Linked DNA regions of Mus musculus: all the other regions are linked to region 1. A link is a contact called in public promoter capture Hi-C data. All regions are on one chromosome and are shown on one strand. Each heading gives the region's core, a stretch centred on a gene start, on an enhancer-like site or on the middle of the called end of the contact. The rest is flanking DNA. Distances are from core to core; before and after follow the strand shown.

Evidence for each region. Promoter capture Hi-C pulls out the DNA fragments that hold promoters and counts their contacts.
Region 2: a contact with region 1 is called in a promoter capture Hi-C map of pre-B cells, with 2.3 times the contacts expected there. The contact joins the promoter of Hic2 here to the promoter of Klhl24 in region 1. A contact is called at or near these places in 2 of 39 promoter capture datasets (cranial neural crest and pre-B cells).
Region 3: a promoter capture Hi-C map of pre-B cells shows a contact between it and region 1, with 4 times the contacts expected there. The contact joins the promoter of Etv5 here to the promoter of Klhl24 in region 1. A contact is called at or near these places in 2 of 39 promoter capture datasets (liver and pre-B cells).

The regions. Positions count from the first base shown.
Region 1 is chr16:20,095,751-20,099,988 of GRCm38.p6, reverse strand. Klhl24 (kelch-like 24) reads right to left here and starts at 2,435. Exons shown (of 8, transcript NM_029436.3): 1 at 2,318-2,435.
Region 2 is chr16:17,231,064-17,235,301 of GRCm38.p6, reverse strand. It overlaps Hic2 (hypermethylated in cancer 2), which reads right to left and starts at 1,715. Exons shown (of 3, transcript NM_178922.3): 1 at 1,572-1,715.
Region 3 is chr16:22,437,312-22,441,549 of GRCm38.p6, reverse strand. Etv5 (ets variant 5) reads left to right here and starts at 1,980. Exons shown (of 13, transcript NM_023794.2): 1 at 1,980-2,033.

The DNA of each region.
Region 1 (4,238 bases), core at 1,186-3,685:
CAGTCCTCAGTATCAAAGGAGAGTGTGCGTGTGGGAGAGGGTGTGCTGGAAGAATGAAAACTCTTGAAGATAATTAGCTATTCTGTTGTTGGACTCCCAAGTCTATGTTGCCCAGGATGGTCTTCAACTCCTAGGTCTACTGAGTATTGCTCTTACTTCAGTCTCCCAAATAACTGGAGCTGCCCACAGGGGATTCACCTTGAGCTTATGGGAGTATTTATAGCATGAAGAACAGAAATGTTAAAAACATCCAGCTGTCTTGTATCATTGTTGTAGTCACAACAGAAATGAAATCTTTTTTTTTTTGCATAAATGCTTGTGAGGACATTTTATTGACATTTTTCATTACAGAGTCCACACTTACATATTTGATAAAAGAGCTGTCCTAAATTTTCCAGGTAAGAGTAAATAAAGTGCATACAAGAATAAATGCTGCAACATATTTGCTAAGTATTTATTTTCCAAAGTCTTGACCTCTGACTCTTAATGAAATGGCAGGAAAACAAGGAAGTTAAAAAGCACACCGGAAAAGCATTAAGGTTTTGGCAATCTGGACGAAAGCCAGGAAAGTTTAAGATATAACTGATAGCTCTCAGAATATTGTTTTCTTCTTCCTGTTTAAAGACTAAGTCACAAGCTTTGTTTAAAGAAACTCAACTTATCAAATGGTAGGTAGTTCTTATTAAAGTATACTGGGTTGCATTTGTATATGTTAAGATCTGAATAACCTTAGTATACGAGTGACTATGTGTCCTGATCAGACAACTTCTTATTCTAACAGGCATCAGTACTTGGATTTTTAATATTAAGAGGGGCTGGAAGGATGGTTTAGCAGTGCTCTTGCAGAGGACCCAGGTTTGGTTTCCAGCACTCACAAGGCAGCTGACAACTTGAACCATCTAGAACTCCAGTTCCAGGAGATCTGACGCCCTCTTCTGGCCTTCGTTGGCACCGAACACAGGTGGGTGGGTACATGCTGGTCAAACACCCACACAGAATAAATCTTTAAAAAGTATATTAAGGCTGCTTTATTAAGTATATTATACCTGCTTTACTGAAGAAACTCAACTTTTCTGAGATAAAATGACAAAACCTAGCTGCACCATAAGTTTAAGAGATTTGGAAAACCACCTTTAATATCCTCCGTCTGGAAATGACTGGGCTTTCGGTTATCTTAATGTACAGTTTTCCAAACACACCTTCAACTCACTTATCAGAAACTTCTCAATTACCTGGGAGATTAATACACGAAATTGTGTGCCCCAAAAAGGGAAAACTAAGAAAGCTCATTCAAAAATCCAAAACCAAAAAACTTTTAGGTGAATAACCTCAAAATATCTTTTTTTTTAAAGGTAAAAGCCACCGTTTATATTTTTAGTGGCAAGGGATACATATTAAATCCTAATAAAGAAAAACAAAACACCAAACCATTATCAACCATCAACCATCTGGTGGTTGTGCCAGGTGTCAGCTGAGAACACTAACAGAAAAAAAAATTGACATGATTAAAATCCGCTAGAGCTGATATTGAAGCTTCTCAAATGTGGCCTTGTGGGTCATCCTTTACTACCTAAGGCTGGACAGAGCAGGCAAGGGCAACTTCGCAGAGCTGCGCGCTGTCCTACGCCAGGAGCTACGGGTTAGCCCCCACCCCCTGGCCTCTGCAGGGCACGCCCCCTTCCTACCCACCGCCCCGCTGCTCCCCTCCCTCGGCGCCCGCGTCCTCCAGGTCACCTTCAGGCGAGGGCGGGACTGCCTGGCACGGGCCACCCACCTACCACCCCCTGCCAATAAAAATTCGGAACTCGCCGGCCCGGCCCGCCTGCAGCGCCCAATCCCGGCCGCCCGAACGATCTTCGCCTCGGGTGCCCAGGGCTTGGGGGCGGGAACATTGGGAACTAAATTAAGAAGCAGAGGGCCCTGAGAAGGAAGCGGGCAGCCGGGTGGGGGCTCCCCCGGGACGGCCCGAGGCCGCGCTCCCGGTAAACAAAGGCTTCGCGGGGGCGGGTAACGGTCAGGTGACCACGCCCCGCATGTTTCGCAACTGTGCTGCTGGCTGCTATGGCCCCAGCACCCCGATCCTTATCCGTGCTAGGCGACAGCACTCACGGTCACCCCACGGAAACTCCAGGTCCGAGGCCGAAACACTCCGGCCGCTTCCACCCTAAGTGTATTGCTGCCGCGGGGCTCGTCCCTGCCCTGTCCCCACGCCCGAGGCCGCATCGGGCTTCTGGCAGCCAGGGACCTCGCCTCCCTCCCGCCGGTGCCGGGGATCAGCGCCGCGGTCGCATGCCGCTTGGAGCGGCCACCCTGGTACCTCTCGGCGCAGGCTGGAAGCGGCACGAGCGGCGACCCCCGTCCCTGCTGCGCCGGCGTCTCCTCGAGCCACCGCCAGTCTCTGCCACTGCTCACAACAAAGGAAACATGTGACCGTCGAGCCAAAACACTTAGCGTCACCCACCCTTGGCCAATGGGGGGGAGGCATCCGCCTTCCCGGAGCATTCTGGGAGACGTAGTTTTTACTGCCGGTGGGCTCTCAGGCCATCTGGGTTCCGCTAGAGGGCGGAAACCCAACCCCGGGCTGCTAATTCCAAACATTTATTTAAGGTAGAATAAGATTAAAGGAATGCATCTTGATCAAGACAGAAGTGGTATGTTGATTGTTTTCAAAGAGCCCTTTACATCCCAAAGCCAAAGCACAAGACCAGGACTTAGCCAACCTTAGAGCTTGGAATAAGGCTTGTTTTAATTACCATGTTCTAACACACTTGGGAAATCAGAGGGCCTGAGAGGTGGAGTGTACTAGAAGCCTGGTCATAATTGCAGAGGACGCTTTCTTTGTAAATCTGTCAAGGTCGCTATCAGAGCCTCAGTTACTTTTTAAATTTAATTTAATTTTTGTCTTAATCAGATGCAGGAGTTGAACAAAAATTGTAACAAACCTTTATTTTCCGAGGCACATGGAATCTTCTTCAAGATGTTTTGTTTCTAGGAGATTCCTTTTCAAGGATGGCCGTCCTCTGCTCTTGAAAATGTTTGGATAGTTCTGGCTTCTGACAAAAGTTACGTACTTCTTCCTTCTGCACTTCATTAAGACAGCCTTGCCTCCGTTAAAATTAGATGTGTTGCCACAAGGTAGAGAGAGAGGAGCAGAGTTGACAGGCAGGCCATTTGATAAGCTTTTAGGTCTCCTTTTCATGTTCTATTAACTTAAAAAAAGCCTACTGAGTACTTCCTGGGGCGCGGGGGTGGGGGGTGGAGTGGGGGGGACCTTTCTTTGACTTTTCTAAGATTTATGGCTAGGCCTGCAGTAAAACTGCTTGCCACTCTGGCTTGACCAGTTGGTGCTATCAGCTTAGAGAGTCCTTTCTTTGGTTTTCTCTTGTCAAAGCAAGAAGATTTATTTTCATATTCTCTCCTTCCTTCCCTCGTCCTTTTCCCCTCCTCCCCTCTTTTCCTCCTCCTTCCTTCTCTTCCCCTCTCTTCTCCACAAATTGATTTAAACAAGATACATAACTTGAAGGAAAACTATCTAGAATTCTTTTTAAATTGTCTATTATTATTATTATTATTATTATTATTATTATTATTAATTCTTTGTGTGTGTCTGTATTGGCTATCTGAGTGCTGGTAAAGATCAGAGTCATTGGGTCCCCCTGGAGCTGCAGGTGCTGGGAGCTGAAATCCAGATAGAGCAATAAGTGCTCTTAGCCATTAAGTCATTTCTTCAGCTCTATTTATTTAAAAATTTAAAATTTAAATATGTTTTGTCTGCGTCTGTGTACCATGTGCCTGCATGCAATGCCCATGGAGGCCAGAAGAAGGCACCAGATTCCCCAGCACTGGAGTTGGTTTCAGAGAGTGTGAGCTACCATGTAGGGATGCTGGAATTCTAGGCTTCATCCTCTCTCATAAAGCAGTCAGTGTTTTTAACAATGGGGTCATTGCTCCAGATCCTTTATTTAGGTTGCAAAACAGCGTCTTAATGTTTCTGAGGCTGACCTCTAATTCATTAGTGATAGAATTTTTATTTTATTTTATTTTATTTTATTTTTTATTTTTTGGAGGGAGATTTGAGAGAGAGAGAGAGAGGGAGAGAGAGAGAGAGAGAGATATGTTTGAACTTATTCGTTTTTCAGGCAAGCATTTTATTAATGCTTCAGCAAGCAGTACAGTAGGGCCCAAAGTGAGAAACTTAGTTTCACTCAAAGTAAAAAGCAAGGTGTCTATTCTTTTTT
Region 2 (4,238 bases), core at 466-2,965, 2.9 Mb after region 1:
CAATGCAAAGACTGGACAACTTTTCCCAAGTCTACCCTGTAGGTTTCAGAGGTTTTCATTAAAAAACTGCATAGGACAGAAAGATCACCTGCAGGCACATGACTTCTTGCAAAAACCTTAGTGGGAAGGTTTGGCCACACATTTGTCTCTAGAGGCCAGCCTGAGGCTGGACCATCTGCTTTCTTTCAGACTACTCCAGGAGCTCTGCTCCACCCAGCATACTTTTTCGAGAGACAGAGCTACAGAGTGGTTACACAGACTACGATCCTAAAAATGTCTGCTTGAAAGCCAGGGATTCCAGATACGGGCAGATAACAGTGGAGGGGCAAGGCCAGGAGGAATCAGAAGCAATAATGTGGCATCCCTCTAGGGTTTGCCTCCATCCCACCAACCTTTGTCCTAGATTGGAAATCCCAAGTTCAGCCTAGAAGATGAGCCCCTCCACGACCTGCCGAATCTCCTGGTCCTAGGTGCAAAAGCCACAGCTAGCAAACCCCAGTAACAGTCCAGTCACAGGATTCCTATAGGCAAGGATCCGCCCCTCCCCCATCGCCACATATGTCAGTGGGGGTGGCCTCTCAGTGTTACACCCCTCCTGCTGATTGAAAGTGAGGAACCTGGAACACAGCTTTCCAAATGCGCCTGACAATTATAACTAGAAAAGATACTGTGAAGAGGGGGATAGAACACATAAGTAAATAACTTCTGAATCTCTCCGGCCAGCCAAGATCAGCACGGGACTCTCGTCGCAAGGTAGTCCAAAACTGTTCAGGGCGCGGCCGCTGAGAGTATTATCTGGCCTCAATCACTCCAAGTACCTAAGTCACTGCCCCCCAGGGAGAGGTATTTTCCCCCAGCACTTACACCCAGGCTTGTGTGCATATGAACCATTCTGGAAGATAAACAGAGAATGACAAGCTAGGGCCCCTCAGCTCACTCCCTGAGCCAGCCAGTCCCTTCCTCTTGCCACCCGACCCCCTCCCCCCAAGCCCATCTCTCTTCCTGCCAGGCGGCTGCCTCCAGCAAAGGTCTGGGGGCAGGGCAGAAAGCCCACCCAGCCACGGAGCCGGGCCCTCTAAGCCCTACCCTGTCCCTGACACGGCCAGTCCCCCAGCCAGGAAGGGTACTCGAGGAAAAGGACTGCAGACCATACACACAAGCGCAGTTCTGGAAACCGTAAAGCGTTCCAGTGAGGGGCAGCCGCAGGCGTACAGCCGTTTGCATAATGGGAGAACGCCCGCCTGTCAGGCAGCATAGCTCGCCCGACGCCGTTCGGATTAGATTGCTAATGAAAAGGCACAAAGAGCCGGCGCCCGCTACCCCGTCGACCCCCGCTCCACAGACTCGCGTCCCCGGACTGGCGCGGCCCTGGGGGCTTTGTGCCCGGAGTCCCCGTGCCGGCCGCAACCCGCCGGGCACCTGAACCACAAAGCCCCCGCCCGTCCAGGGTCCCGCGTGCGCCTCGGTTCGAGACTAGGGGCCGTGCGCGCGCTCCGTCCCACGCGCGCCCACGCCCCCCTCTCCGGGGGCGCGCCCGGCCCGCGTCGCCCTCCCTCGAGGACACCGCTTACCTCAGGTGCCTGCCAGAGGCCCCTCGTCTTGGGCGCCCGACCTGAGCTGCACGCGCCCGCCCTGTCCGCCCTCCGCCGGCCCCCGCTCGGCTCTCCGCCCAGCGCGCCCAGAGCGCTGCTCACAGCCGCCCGCTCCGCGCCATCTTGGAAGCTTGTGACGTCAGCTCCACCCGCTCACCCCTGACCCACATCTGAATGGGCGAGCGACAGGGCGGACCTGGAGGCGGACCCTTGTGGGGGCGGAACCCTGAGGCTGGGCGGGGCCGCCGAGGGGTCTGAGTCCAGGGATGGGCCAGTGGCTGCGGCAGAGTGTAATGGGGGAGGGGCGCACGGGAGGTCGCCTACAGGGTCCCGATGCAGGCGCCAGAACGGGATGGCAACCTCACCTCAAAATACTTGACGGGCAACACCCAGCGAAACAAGAATCCTGCTCTTTACCACGGGTCTATGCCCAGCCCTCAAACGGAAGACTGACCCGTTTTGAGCCTGACCCGGACCCTTCAGAACCCCCAACACTATCACCACCAACCCGGTTCAGGTGGCCTGCGCCTCTCCTCTTCCGCCCGTTTGAGCCCCTTGATCTACGCAGAGTATCTCAGTCTATAAAGTTTAGCACCCAAAGGCTGCTTGCTCCGCTGTCTGGGCTGCAGGAAGGCCTGCGTGGTTCTGATTTTAAAGGAGAAAAGAGGCCTGGGAGTCTTAACCCTAAACTTCTCCTAGGATCCTTACATCCACTCTCGCGAAGGTCGACCCGGATTGCGCAGAGGGCGGAGAGGTCCGTGTACACTCTGCTTACTTATCCAGAGTTCCGGTGACCGCCGCAGGTCACAGGAGTTTAGGCAGCCCAGTAAAGACCCAAGACTTGTGGCCATCCAAATGTATTGGGGTTCACACGGAGTTATTCTCTAGAGAGTTATTAGATGACCATCTCTCTACTTTGAACACTAAACACTAAAGCCCACCACTGTTAAAGGTCAGAAAAGTCCTAGCCAGAACCTACAGCTGTTCTATAGGGAGGTTGTGACCCAGAGTCAACATTGAAACCCAATTCAATAACCCTTCACAGAGGCAAGCATGCTTTCCGAATGTACAAGCTTAAAATAACAGATTAAAAAAAATTAAAATTCTTAGTTTACCCAATAGCTACATAGCTAATACATGATTGTTTTTACAACTATCATCTTTGAAACACCAAACAACAGAAATAGGAGTACATTTGTCCTAACAGATATTAAAGCAAATTATAAAGCTACTGCTGTCAATTATACTAGCCAAGACATAGAATACTATGCCTAAACATCCTAGAAATGGCGAAAACTCAATAGATTGAAAATGGGTGGCATGGGGCATGTCTTTAGTCCCAGAACTCTGAAGGCTGAAAGAGGCAGATCTCTGTGAATTAGAGCCAGTCTGACTACATAGTGACTTCCAGTTGAGCCAGGGCTACACAGTGAGCCTGCCTCAGAAAGGAAAAACAAAAAAGAACTATCAAGCACGTGTTAAAGGAATTGTCAATCATGAAGAACAGCTTAGAGGTGGGCTGTTTTGAAGACTTACTGAGCCAAGTGTGGTGGTCCTGCCACTCCCTAGGTGATGGTTACAGGAAGGAACATTTTTTTCAGTGGTTATAGTCACTGGTAAACTGACTCCTATAAATAATACACTGGTATTGCCCTGACTCCTATAAATAATCACCCACTTATTCCCCTGTAAGCAGTTCTAATTAAATTCACTAAATCACATAAAAAAGAAAGAGTATGGGGCTGGGGAGATGGCTTAGTGGGTAAGAGTACCCGACTGCTCTTCTGAAGGTCCAGAGTTCAAATCCCAGCAACCACATGGTGGCTCACAACCATCCTTAATGCAATCTGATGCCCTCTTCTGGAGTATCTGAGGACAGCTACAGTGTACTTACATATAATAAATAAATAAATCTAAAAAAAAAAAAAAAAAAAAAAAAAAGAAAGAGTAGAACTGAGACAAGCTGGGGAAAAGAATGGGGTCAGAGGCAGTGGGAAAGAAACAAAAGAGGGTAATGGGCTGATTGTGGTCCAAATATGCTATGTGACTATGTCATGAGACCCATTACTACATGTAATTAATATAGGCTAATAAAAAAATCCAGAGTGAGCCAGGCATGGTGGCGCATGCCTTTAATCCCAGCACTCAAGAGGCAGAGGCAGGTGGATTTCTGAGTTCGAGGCCAGCCTGGTCTATCTACAAAGTAAGTTCCAGGACAGCCAGGGCTATACAGAGAAAGCTTGTCTGGAACACAAAAAACAAAAAACAACAACAACAACAACAAAAAACAGAGTGAAAGGCAGAGCTACAATTGTAAGATTCAGCTGTGCCACCCCTGGGGTAGTTAGGTTAGCTGGTACCTGAGGTACCACTAAGTCAGCACAACCATGTTTATCTTATACTTTTTTACCTTTTTATAACTTTTTTTCATACAATATATGATCATTCTTTCCCCTTCCCCCAGCTCCTACCTACTCAAATCTATACCATTCCACACACACACACTTAAAAAAAAAAAAAAGTCTCACACTGCAACTTTGTCCAGGAACTCTATATATAGACCAAACTGACTTCAAACTCAGAGATCATGCTGGGCGTGGTGGCGCACGCCTTTAATCCCAGCACTCCGGAGGCAGAGGCAGGTGG
Region 3 (4,238 bases), core at 731-3,230, 2.3 Mb before region 1:
AGCCCCTGTTTATTGCTACACACTTTCAAATTTCTCTTCTCAAGGAGGAATGGAGAGCTTCGGTCTGAGGCAAAGGTCACAACAGCCACACTCCAGGCGTGGAGTGTAAGGAATGTGAAGGAACCACTGTGAAGAGGCCTGCACTGGAGCTGATACAGCAAGCCACAGAACTTTTAGAGGACTGGGATCTGAGACAATTAAGCAAAGGGGAGTAGGAAATTCTTGAAGAAATTTCAACCAGGCAGGAGGTTGGCCTGGGATGAGAACAGGGAGGGATGGCGGTGATGGGACCAAGCCGGTGAGAGAGGATCTGGAACTAGTGTGGGCCTTGCTGAATTGAAAGCCTTCAGGACGTCAGAAACAAGCTGGGAACACGGGTACAAGAGGACAAACTCTATAGCCACCAACTAGAATAGGAGCTAAGGGAAGCACTGTGCTCAGGCAGGAAATTAAATATCAAGGAACTGCTCGTTAAAAGTTCAAAGCACCTGCCCACACTTCAACTGGTGCCCTTCCCAGTCTCCGGCAAAACCGATAACTCAGCCCACTGAACCTGGGTGCAGGTCTCATCCCAGCATTCAAACTGGTCAAGGACTGTAATCAACACACCAAGTACCAGCTCTGATCCACAAGCTTAGGGGGGAAAGGCCGCGGACTAGAAATCCACACCACGTGTTTCACTGTGGGGCACTGGGCACCCTTAGGGTAACAACTTGGGACCCGCTTTGCTGAGGCTCAACTCTCCAAACGCTGACACCTTGCTGCCCGGTTAGTAGAGAACAGAACTCGTTCACAAGCACCCTAGCGTCCTTGGGAAAAGAAGAGAACGGCCATTGTCGGTGGCAGGAGCAGGACGAGGAGTTGGAAGGGGCAGAGGATTGTTTTATTTGTTTCCTGGAACACCCTGTTAAGAATCTCAACAACTGCAGTCAATGCCCGATCCTTTGGCAAGCAACACTGCTTCTCCCGGTTCCCAGCTGCACGGGATCTAATTCGCAAACACACCATCTTGCATTCAACACTTAAATGGAAAACAAGCAGCCCGGGAGAGAAGCAAGCGGTCTAACTGCACGCACGTTTCAAAGGGATTTGTGCTTCCAAGGCCCTCTACCGGCCCGGTGCGATCCACGAACCGGGTTTCTGGCTGTAGCCTCTTGCCTGTAGAGCTCAGAGGCAATTATTAGCCCGAGAAGACGCGATCGGGTCGGGCCTTAGGCTTTGGCAACATGGGTACATCACTAAGATCTGGAAAAGCTCAGGTTTTTAAAGGAAGGTAACTACTTTTTTTTCCCACTGGAAACCTGGTTTAAAAAAAAAATTAAGGCTTCTCTTCAAGGTAGCTAAGATTAGAGGGCTCGGTTTCCGTTTTTTGTGTTTCTATGGGCCGAACGCCCAGGCAGGGTCAGCGAGTTTCTGTGTGTGGAATGACGAATTCCTCTCGCCTGAGTTCTAAAATGATAACTTAGCTCGCTGCTGCAGCTGCGAACGCCTGGCGCCAAGCGGCCCCGCGCGGGGGTGGCGGGAGGAGCGGTGCAGGCCGAGGCCAGGGGGAACTTCGCGAGTGGCCCCTTTAAGAGCTTCACTGACTCAGCTAAGCTTCCCCCTCAGGTCGCGTTTTTTATGAATGAAAAACGTCCTTACATTCATTATATAAACAAGCCGGTGCTGATTGGTCAATGGCGCCCAGCGCATAAATTATGTAAAACAGACCTCTGAGGGCGTTGAGGGAGGCCGACCGTTAGCCAATGGGCGCCGCAGATGATGGGGCGGCCCAGCTGGATTTGCCTGAAGACAGGGTAAACAAGAGGTGATGGGCAGCCGCGGGGATGGCCGCCGACCAATGGGGACGTGTGTGCTCTGGGCTGCGGGCCAATGGCGGCGGGCGGAGCCGGCGGGGGCCGGGCCAGTGCTGCAGCGGGTTGCAGGGCGGCGCAGAGTCCGGAGGCCGGCGCGCAGAGCGGTCTTCATCCCCGATCGCTGCGGCCCAGCCCGCCACGGAGGCGCGCAGGCGGGCGCGCGGAGTGGCCGCTCAGGTGCGGACTGGTTCTGGGTCCTCAGTTGGGCGTGCTTGGGGTGACTCCCGGAGCTAGCCGCCCCCTCCCCCCGAGGCCCGGTTCGGTTCGGTTCCTGGGAGGCTTCGGGCGGGGGCGGCTAGCGGTTCCGGAGCGAGCGGAGAACGGGTTTCCGCACGCCGCGGAGGAGGCACCCGGGGTGCTGGAGCGGGTGCAGGGAGCGGGGTGCCCGGCTCAGGCTACAGAAGCGGGGTGCAAGAACGGGGTGCGGGGCGCGAAGTTGTGGGCCCCCGAGGGCCCTGGGAGGCTCGCGAGAAGAAACGCTCCGCGACTCTTAATATGGGGGGTGGGGGGAGGCGAGCAGCAGTTTCAGGGGTTCTGCTTCAGAACCCCGAGAGTTAAATGACACCGACATGTGCAGCCTGAGGGTGCAGGATCTGCCCGAACTTCTGCAGGCCTGGCAAGTTGGAGACTGGGCAGCGGGCCCGCAGCCCCCCACTCCCTCCTCTTAGGGCTGAGGGTATTGGGGCCGCCTGAGCCACGGCCTGGGGGAAGAGAGAACCGGTTCCGAGGCTGCCGAGAGTGTGCTGGAACCTCGTGAATGATTCGGGGTCTCCCCCGCAAAGGGGGTACTGATTAAGTAGGGGGTGATGAGGGGAGGCGGCATGTGTGATCAGGAGCAAATGAGGCTGCTGGTATCGGCCAGCGCTGCACCTCGTTTTCTGAATGTGGGTGACTTTATGAATGAAGCAGGTTTCTTTCTTGGGCTCTGAGCTCTGAGGCTTTTTTTTTTTTCTCCCTTTTTTTTTTTTTTTTTTGTGAATGAAGCATTGAGCTTTCTTCCTAAAACGCTGGGGTGAGGGGCCTGCGTCGGAGGCTAAGCGTGCGTTGGGAGTGGGGGCGGGGGCGCAGCTGAAGGAGTTTTCATGAATGGGAAGGCTGGGAATTGGGTGGAAGTGTGTCTTGTTTTGTGAATGGGGCCGGGCGCGAGGGATCCAGTTACAGCCTCTACCTGCGGTGGCGGCCGCGGCTCCATCTCCCATTCATAAAACCAGGCTCGCTGCGCGCCACGGGGAGGGGCCTCGATCCGGTCGCTGCGCCCAGTTAAAGTTTTCCTGGGGGCACCCTGGATTTGGGGGCTGGGGGGGGGGAGCGACTACGACGACACAAAGGAAGTGGTTTAAACTCCAGGATGAACCGAAGCCTTCCCTGCAGGCTTTTAAAAGATACTTTGAACACGACGTTTCCAGCTCTTGAACTCGAAGGGCTGCTTAGAAGATCCTTGCTGCTGCTTTTGGAATCTCTTAGGGAAGTTTCTTTTTACCGATTTTTTTCAAAGGATATTTTTTTGCGCATCATGAGCTTCTAAAAATATTTTATCCTCTGGTTTTCCTACACGTTGTTCTCTTAACCCACAACAGACATTTAAGAATTTCTGAGGCCACAACTTAGTCAAAATTTTTAAAAATACAGCACAGAATTCTTTCTTCTCCACAGTCTACTAAAGATTCTCAGATTTGGGTCCTGGTTGGTGACATTCAAGAGAGGCCTCATTCTGAACGATGTTTGCACTGTGTGGAAGGAAGGCAAGCTGGCAGAAGTGTTTTTCTAGGAAGTTGCGAACTCTCTTTCCTTTGACTTTGAAAATATCTGATTACTTGGGCCAAGTGCTGGCTGTGAAGGGTTTTCTTGTATCCTGCTCACTTATGAAAATTTGATATGGTGCTCACAGCGTGAAAAACAAGTCAGATGGAAATGGTTACTGTGAAAAGTGTTCCCTAGTTTGTGTACAACTTAAAAGAAAATGCTAGTTAGGCCTGTCTGTTATTCAGACCTGAGGTGAATAAATACTTGTTATGCCCCCATTATTTTGACCTGAGTTTTTATTTGGAAAATTAAGTGTTTAGGAAGGTAACACCTAAACTTGCTAGCTAATTCCTCCCACGCTAGAAAAGTGTCTCCCCTCTTGATTTAGTTCCAAGCCCAGCTCTTACCAGTGGTTGACTGATTTTGTTGAAGATTTGAGGTCATTGTAGAACAGGGAGTTTTCTTTTCATGGATATTTTTGCATTGAAAGATTTCAATGACGGTGTTTTGTTTTTCTGTTTCTTTTCCTTTTTTTTTGGCCTTTTGGTAGAAATGTTTAAATATGTGCAGTGGAACTGAATTTCCTTTATCTCTCATTTTTATAGATGTTTTATTTTAGAAATTGAGTAGATGGCAGCT